Regions from separate parts of the Sus scrofa genome. Here region 1 is linked to region 2. Evidence: chromatin contacts called from public Hi-C data. All regions are on one chromosome and are shown on one strand. Each heading gives the region's core, a stretch centred on a gene start, on an enhancer-like site or on the middle of the called end of the contact. The rest is flanking DNA. Distances are from core to core; before and after follow the strand shown.

What was found. A called contact is a pair of places that touch in the nucleus more often than the background predicts.
Region 1: a contact with region 2 is called in a Hi-C map of retroperitoneal adipose tissue, with 1.9 times the contacts expected there. The contact joins the promoter of ILVBL here to the enhancer-like site in region 2. A contact is called at or near these places in 1 of 5 promoter capture datasets (fetal skeletal muscle), 2 of 47 Hi-C or Micro-C datasets (alveolar macrophages and retroperitoneal adipose tissue) and 2 of 2 datasets of contacts at active chromatin or transcription factors (alveolar macrophages and skeletal muscle).

Annotation. Positions count from the first base shown.
Region 1 is chr2:62,432,606-62,436,671 of Sscrofa11.1, forward strand. It overlaps ILVBL (acetolactate synthase-like protein), which reads left to right and starts at 2,763. Exons shown (of 16, transcript XM_003123453.5): 1 at 2,763-2,951; 2 at 3,504-3,648. The coding sequence starts at 3,514.
Region 2 is chr2:62,168,249-62,172,422 of Sscrofa11.1, forward strand. All of the region lies in intron 3 of WIZ (protein Wiz), which reads left to right. Among named protein-coding and RNA genes, the nearest start is that of AKAP8L, 14 kb to the right of the region's middle. Within about 2 kb of position 2,678, at least 71 of the 83 cell types and tissues checked have an H3K27ac peak or open chromatin away from gene starts, as enhancers often do. A contact at or near this core is called in alveolar macrophages, fetal skeletal muscle, retroperitoneal adipose tissue and 1 more, where this site is marked.

The sequences.
Region 1 (4,066 bases), core at 1,513-4,012, 260 kb after region 2:
AGGATGGCTAGTGTTAAAAAAACAGAAAAACAAACAACCCCCCCCCCAGAAAATCACAAGTGTTGGCGAGGATATAGAGAAATTGGAACCATTGCACACTGTTGATAGAATTGTAAAATGGTGCATTTGCTACCATTTTTTATTTTAGTTTACTTTAGTTTCTACACAAGGGCCACACTTATGGCATGTGGAAGTTTCCAGGCGAGGGCTCAAATTGGAGCTGCAGCTGCTGACCTACACCACAGCCACAGCAATGCAAGATCTGAGCTGCGTCTGTGACATACACCACAGCTCACAGCAATACTGGACCTTAACCCACTGAGTGAAGTCAGGGATTGAATCCGCATCCTCATGGATATTAATTGGGTTTGTTGTCTCTGAGTCACAATGGGAACTCCTCTGCTACTATTTTAAAATGGTATGGTGATTCCTCAAAAGATTGAAAATTAAAGTCAGAATTGCTGTATGATCTAGAAATTTGACTTCTGTGTATATAACCAGAAGAATCAAAAGCAAGGTCTTCGGTATTTGTATACTCATGTTCAAAGCAGCATTATTTGCAATAGTTAAAAGGTAGAACATTTAACAGATGAATGGATCATCAAAATGTGGTGTATTTACACAATGGAATATTATCCAATCTCAAAAAGGAAGGACATTCTTTTTTTAAAATTTATTTTATGGCTGCCCCCACAGCATATGGAAGTTCCCAGGCCAGGAATTGAATCTGAGCTGCAGCTTCGACCTATACTGCAGCAGTGGCAGCATTGGATCTTTTAATCCACTGCGGGGCTGGGATTTGAACCCACACATCTGCAGTGACCTGAGCTTCTACAGTTGGATTCTTAACTCACTGCACCATGGCAGGAACTCTAGGATATTCTGACATCTGCTAAAATATAGAAGAATCTCGAGGACATTACATTATGCTAAATGAAATGTCTGACACACAAAAAGACAAATATTGTATGATTCTGCTTATATGAATTAACTAGAGTGGTCAGATTCATAGAGACAGAAAGTAGAATGGTGGTTGCCAGGGACTGGGTGGAAGGAGGCATGGTGAGTTGCTGTTTAATGGCTGTGAAGTTTCAGTTTCACAAGATGAAAAAGATCAATCTGGAGAGGTATGGTGGTGATGGTTGCACAACAATGTGAATGTACATAATGCTATTGGTAAATTTCACTGTATGTGTATTTTGCTACAATTAAAATTTAAAAAGTTAATGTTATGAGAGGCACTCAGTATTAGCAAGAGGAGTTATTTGTCTTGTAAATATCTTGGTGCTGAAAAGATGTGAAGACATCTTCTTAGACAGGTTGAACCAGAAGGACTGGTGCCTCTCAGGGTCATACACCAACCATATGCTCCTTCTCACGTGTAGCATCTTCTCCAAGAACACAGCCTAGTGAGTCACCATCCAGCATCCACAGCATCCAGTTCAAACTGTCTTCCAAGCCGGAATGGGGTTTTTTATGGCTGGTGACCCACAGACTTGGGGAGAAACGTCCAATCCACATGAAAAATAATTTTTTTTTTGGTCTTTTGTCCTTTTAGGGCTGCATCAGCCGCATATGGAGGTTCCCAGGCTAGGGGTCTAAACGGAGCTATAGCTGACAGCCTACGCCAGAGCCACATCAACGCCAGATCTGAGCTGCTTCTGTGATCTATGCCACAGCTCACTGCAACGCTGGATCCTTAACCTATTGCGCGAGGCCAGGGATCGAACCCACAACCTCAGGGTTCCTAGTCGGATTCGTTTCCGCTGCTCCACGACAGGAACTCCCAAAATAAATGTTAAAGTCATAACAGACAATAAACTTCAAAGGATGCATGGGAAACACACACGGAAGTTCGCGGATTTAGCAATTTAAATATGTTGTGAATATTCCTGCCCTCTCTGGCGGTAAGGTCTTGATCTATGGTCTTCCGTGGTCCTTGGCCATGACCTCACTGGCTCCTCACTGGCTTCTGTTCTCCATCACCACTTCTGAAGCTTTCTCGTTTCATTTACACTTGGTATGATTGTCCATAGGGGCTTTGTAATAGCCCCAAACTGGAGAAACAGAAATGTTTCTCAATAGGAGAGGGTGAGGAGTTCCCATCGTGGTTCAGTGGTTAACGGATCCGACTAGGAACCATGAGATTGAAGGTTCGATCCCTGGCCTCGCTCAGTGGGTTAAGGATCCAGTGTTGCCGTGAACTGTGGTGTAGGTTGCAGACGCGGCTCGGATCTGGAGTTGCTGTGGCTCTCGCGTAGGCCGGTGGCTACAGCTCCGATTCAACCCCTAGCCTGGGAACCTCCATATGCCGCGGGAGCGGCCCAAGAAATGGCAAAAAGACAAAAAAAGACAAAAAAAAAAAAAAAAGGAGAGGGTGGGGACCTGGCCTCTTCCATGGCAGTATTGCGGTAGGATGGGAGGTGGAGTCTGGTATTAGATCGAGAGGGCGAGGTTTGTTGGGGGTGAGGTCCCGAAAGATGTGGACTCTGGCAAAGGGACCGTGACTGTTCAGACCGTGACTGTTCAGGCTCCGCCTACGAGAAGAGGTGTTCAGCGCCGCGGTTGCGGAAAGCCGCCTGGGTTCAGAGCGCAGGGAATCTGCGGAGGCCCGCAACAATCCGCCAAATGAAGGGCTGGCTCTTGGAAGCAGCAAAGGGGCGCGGCCTTTTGTAAAAGGCCTGCAGTGAGAGTCAATGAGAAGCGAGAGAGGGCGGAACCTGTGCAGAGGCAGCCAGTAAGAGGGAGGGCTCTTATGGGAGGTGCCTGTGTACCGGAACATGGCTACCGGTCAGTTCCGCCCACGCGCTTCGAGTTGGACTACCGGGCGCCCTGATCCAAGTGGGCGAAAGGGGCAAGGTCATAGGTTCCGGGTCCAGCCTCTTCAGGCTGCGCGCCCCGTCACGTGACACGAAGGGCGCCTAATTACACCGGAGTCGGCGGATTTTCGTGTAGGTGAAGGTTAAAGTGCCCCGTGGGTCGGAGAAGCATCCCGGTGCGTCCAGACCTCGCTGCCTGGGGTTGGGGGTTAGGCTCGGGCCTGGGCGCTTGCTAGCGGAGAGGGGCCTGGCTTGAAGACAGTGTCGCGCACGCTAACTTGGGGGGCGTAGATGTAGGATGGGCTCATCTCCAGGGCTGAGAGTCTTGGTCCTTGATGGCAAAGAGAGGCGGAACTTCCCGCTGATCCATTGAGGAGCAAGTAAATGGGAAAATAACTCTTTTGAGGCATTGTCGCCGCTTTGACCTGTGATGGCACAGTTTAGGTGGTCATGGTGAGGTATGCGGGGAGGCGGGGGGTGGCGGGGGCGGTGCTGGTGTTGCAAGAGGCTTGGCCTGATCCCCGAGGGGCTTGGCCTGGTCCGGAGCCTAGCGGTGTAAGGGGCGTGGTCGCTCAGAAACTCGCGACAAGGAGCGTGGTTCGGAATCTGAGCTGGGAGTGGGGGAATGCCTTCTGAGGTCGCGGTTGTCGCGCCAATGTCCTAGCGCTCTCCTTTCTTTCTTAGGTGCTACCATATGGAGACCCCCGCGGCCGCCGCCCCTGCTGGGGGCTTCTTCCCCTCTTTCCTGTTCCTGGCCTTCGGGACGCTAGTGGCCGCCTTGCTGGGCGCTGCTTATCGCCTGGGGCTCTTCTATCAGCTAACGCATAAGGTTTGGGGGAATACGGGGGTGGCGGCCGGGGGCAAGTAAAGAAGGAGTGGACTTCCAGCGCTCTTTCCAGCTAACTCATTTTACAGACGAGGAAAGTGAGGCCCGACTAATCAGAGGAACTGGTCGGGAGAGTTTTTCCAGGGTTCCGTCGCCACTGCCCCGAGCTGCTTGCGGAGCTCTGGACTTTGCCTCAGGGAAGAGATCACCTGGAAGCCACAGCTGCCCGGGGCATTCAGTACCCCGCCAACCTCCTACATCTGGGGCCTGGGGCCCGTTTTACAGAGCAGTACCCTAACAGGGTGGGGTCAGAGTGCTGAACACAGGCTCCAGAGGAGGAGGCTGTGACAATTTTGTGACAGTTGCTGAGCTCAATGCTTTAGAGGGGTTTTCCCATGTACCCAACACGTTCCTGAATAGA
Region 2 (4,174 bases), core at 1,428-3,927:
CACAGAGGTCATACAGATGAAAGTATATGGAGCTAGTATTTGAAAGCCCAGGAAGGTTAGGCTCCAGAATCCTTGCTCTTAATGATATCTTTTGTCTAGAGCAGCACTGTCTGGTAGAAATTTCAGAGCTGATGGAAATGTTATCTAGATAACCATACTGTCCCACAGGGCCACCACTGTCCACATATGGCTGTTGAGCACTTGAAATGCAACTAGTATAAAGTTTGTGGTGATCAAGACAGTGCAGATATAGACTCTACATTCTAGAATTTCAGTGGTGCCTACTTTGTCCAGCCCCTCCCGTAATTGGGGGCTTGCTGTGTACTAAGGTTTCATCTCATACCTCAAAACAATTCCATGGAGCTAAGGATTATCGTGTTCCTATTTATGGATAAGAAAACTGTGGGTCATCTGCTTTGTCACAGCCACAAAACAGCAGAGCTAGACTTCTGGATGCCATGTTTGGTGGCTTCTTGGTGGAGGATGGCTTGAGAAATCCAGAAGTAATTTTTTTGTGAAGGAGCCTGGCTGGGGATGGACACTGTGGAGGGAATGGAAAAGTGAAGGACCCCATCTTACAAAGCCTGACTTTGTGTTTACTGAACCTCAAAGCAGAAAACTCAGCAGTAAGGAGAAGGTGGGCTCTGAGGGATGGAGAAGATGCCTGAACAGGGGGAACTGTCTAGGAGCTGCTTGGGGCTCATGCTTCCTTCTCTGTTTCTCCTATCTGGAGTTTCCAGGGTCCTACCTAGATCTGTACTCAGAGCTCTGCTGGATTCATCCACAGGTCTCCTTTCCAGTGAGGGGGCACTTGAGGGTCTGCAAAGGGAAGAATGGGGCTATCAAAACCCCCTCTCCTCCTTACACCAGAAGGAGACTGAGGCACAGAGGATGGTAGTTGGTTGAGGTCACACTTTCAGAAGAGGCAGAGTTGGGATGTGACTTCAGGCTTCTTGCCTCTGTGAAGGCTCTCCCCTGAGCATTCAATTCACGTAGGTTTGTGGTTTCTCAATAGTGGGTGGAAGGTGGCACTTGCTCTGAAGATGGCTGGGGGGCATAGGAAGCAATTCGTAGACTCCAGCCCTACCCCCTTCTTTCTGTCACTGTAGCAGAGGCCTGAACGTCAGGCTTAGACCCTTTACCTGGCACCTGGGCCAGGCATCCCAGGGATGGCAGCATGCATCTAGTAGCCAGGTTCAGCTCTAGCTAAGCTGTTTCCACCAGAAAACCAATGTACCAGCCCTCAGTTAGTGCTGAGGGAGCTGGTCAAATCATTGGGGCATAAGGAGTTAGCCTGGTACAGCACTGGCCCTGTCCTTGAGGGGAAGCTCTGATCAATCTTTCAGTGAACACCTTGAGGATGAGGGTGTAAAGGAGTGGTTGAGAAGTTCCTGGAAGCCTTGCCTTGAGGAAAGATGTCCTAGATTAGGGCTACGTCTGGGCACCAACCCTGCATGGCTATCTTTAGAAATCTCTCCCACCCCTAAGTGGGCAGTAGGAAGTAGATGCCAGGTTGGGGGCGGCAACTGTCAGAAGCTGGCCCCACCCAGCTGTCAAGTAACAACTAGGGTCAATAGGTTTAGTACTGGGGAGGGAGAAGCGGGTTGTGCTTGAAATGTGCCAGCCTGGGTTGGAGTAGGATTGAGGGACAGCGCCATGGGGGGACAGCTGGATACCAGGGTCGTGTTGGGGGATCCTCCTGGTTGGCGATCAGATGTCTTCCAGGATTCCCGACCCGGAGGGGAGAGACTTCCAAGGAAGGGAAAGGAACAAGGTCCCGGGGCAGGTCCTAGTTCCGCCCGTCGGGCTCCAGGAGCCTGGATACTGTTAAGGCGGATGCGTGTGGCCGGAGGATTCCCATTGTAGTCTTAGGGATGTCCGGAGTTGGGAGAGAGTGTCCCGGCTCGCCGAGGCACGGGGTGGGGCTGCAGTCGTGGGCCGCTCGGAGTCCTGTGTGCATGCGTCCACTAGCTCCTCGCTAGTCCGGCGCGGAAGGACAAGGGTTTCGTTCTCTGTGCTCGGCGATCGGCTGGCTGTCCTGGGCGCGCCCCGAGGGGCGGGGCGGAGTGGAGCGGCCTCTGTGGCGGCGGCGCTCGGCGCTCGGCTGCTCCCGCCTGGGGCGGCCGCCCCGCGTGCGCCGGAGCCAAGATGGCCGCCTCCACCGCCCAGTGCAGAGTGACAAAAGCGGAGAGCAAGGCGGCGGCGGGGCCGCGCGCGGGGGGCGCCCGGGAGCGCGCGCCCGCGGGGGCGCCCCCGCCTGGCCCCCCGAGCCCGGGCCCCGCGGCTCTCCCCGCGCCGCCGCCGCCGCCCCCACCCCCGCCGCCGCCGCCGCCGCCGCGGGACGGGCCCAAGGCCGAGCCGGAGCCGGGGCCCGGGCCCGCGCCCGCGCCGGGTAAGAGCCCGCGCCGAGGAGGGTGCGGGGAGGGCAAAGCCGTCATCCCGCCCGCCCCCTGCTACCGCCGCCGCCCCCGACGCCCGCCGTCCAGTCTCCGGGACTTCCCCTCCCCCCAGGCCCTCTGGTCGCGGGGACCCTGGGCCTCCTGTCGCGGCTTGAAGGGTCCCGGGCTTCAGAAACACTTTCCGCCGCTGCCCCTCGGGATCCTCACCCCATCTGACAGATGCCCCTTAAACCCCTTGGAGCCCCTGGATCGTCTCTCACCACAGTTCTTCCGGCGCGGAAACCCACCTCAAGTCACTTCAGCCCTGACACGGTCCCTCCCCATTTGACAGACGCGCCTACTCTACCCAAACACTTTGACAAAGTCCTTGGTGTCCCGAGCCCCGGTAGGCCCCCCCTTACTTGCTTTCTCCTTGCCTCTGTAGGACTCAGACTGAACCGGGGATCCGCCTGGCCCCCAACTCATAACACCGAGCACCTCCAAGGCGCCATCTGACACAGTTCCCTCATTCTCAGATCTCTCTCCATGCTCTGGGGCTCAACAGGCCTCTCAGGCCCCTTTCTCTGAGCAATTAGACCATGAAAACTCACTTTTGACTCTCTGTCCGCCTATACACCTCACCCAGAGAAGCTTCCTGGCCTAAAGGATGCCTCAGAAACTTCTTATAAAGTTCTGTAATTCACATTTTCATTGTCACCAGTCAGATCCCTGTCAGTCCAGGTTCCCAGTTCTTACCTTACTCCACCTAGGGCTTAGCTCCTGATAAGTTGTCTGCAGCCCCAGCCCCAGCTGTCTTGTCTGGTAGAGGTTCCCTACAAGTCCCATTGGAGCCTCCTTCCTGTCCTGGGCTCCCCGCTTCTGCACTGCCTGTCTGGCCTCTGACCCTGGCCTTGTCTTACTGAATTCCCCTTCTGACTGCCACCTACCCGCCCCCAAGACTGACAGATGCTCCTCTCCACAAGTTCTGCCCAGAGAGATATTTTCTCTGAGACCTGCTAAGATGGAAGTCTTGGTTCAGACTAGCACTGCGTCCCCTGACCTGTCTGTGTTCTGGTAGGTGGAAACTGTTCCTAGTCTCTGCTGTCAGTTGGCACCCTCGACATCTCTGCGTCATATTGGTGCTCGGGGTTATGGATGGAGCCTCAGCTTTCATGGGGTGAGCTGCACCCCAAAGTGAGAGCAGGCACCAAGAAGGAGGAAGAAGGCTCCCATCACCACCACCACTTCACCGCTACCCTTAGTCCTTACAAGGGTAGAGACCTTGCGCCTTGCCTGGGCTGAGCCTGTCTTCCTAACCTCACAGGCCTGGGTTCTGAGGAAAACACAATGGTGGCCATGGACTTGGGCTCTCCCTCGCTCCCCAAGAAGAGCCTGCCTGTCCCTGGGGCCCTGGAGCAGGTGGCCAATCGGCTGAGCAGCAGAGTGGCTGCAGAGGTTCCTCATGGCAGTAAGCAGGAACTGCCAGACCTCAGGGGTGAGTGGCACAGGTGGCATGGGTGCTGGCCAGGCTGGTTACACTCACAGGGAACTCTTGGGCCTGGGAGTCAATGTTTTGCTCCAGGTTGGCCACAGCTTTCTCTCTGGCATGCAAAGCACCAAGGAGACACCCAGCTTTCTTCACTCTTGAGCTTTTCCTGTCCCAGGCATACATAGCCTTGAGCCTTGGTCAAGGGAGGGGCATCCAGAGAAGCAGTAGTCATGGTCATCAAGCGCTCACACCCAGACTCAGTTCATTTGCTGACTTTGATTCTTGATAGCTGTGTGATCTTCTACAT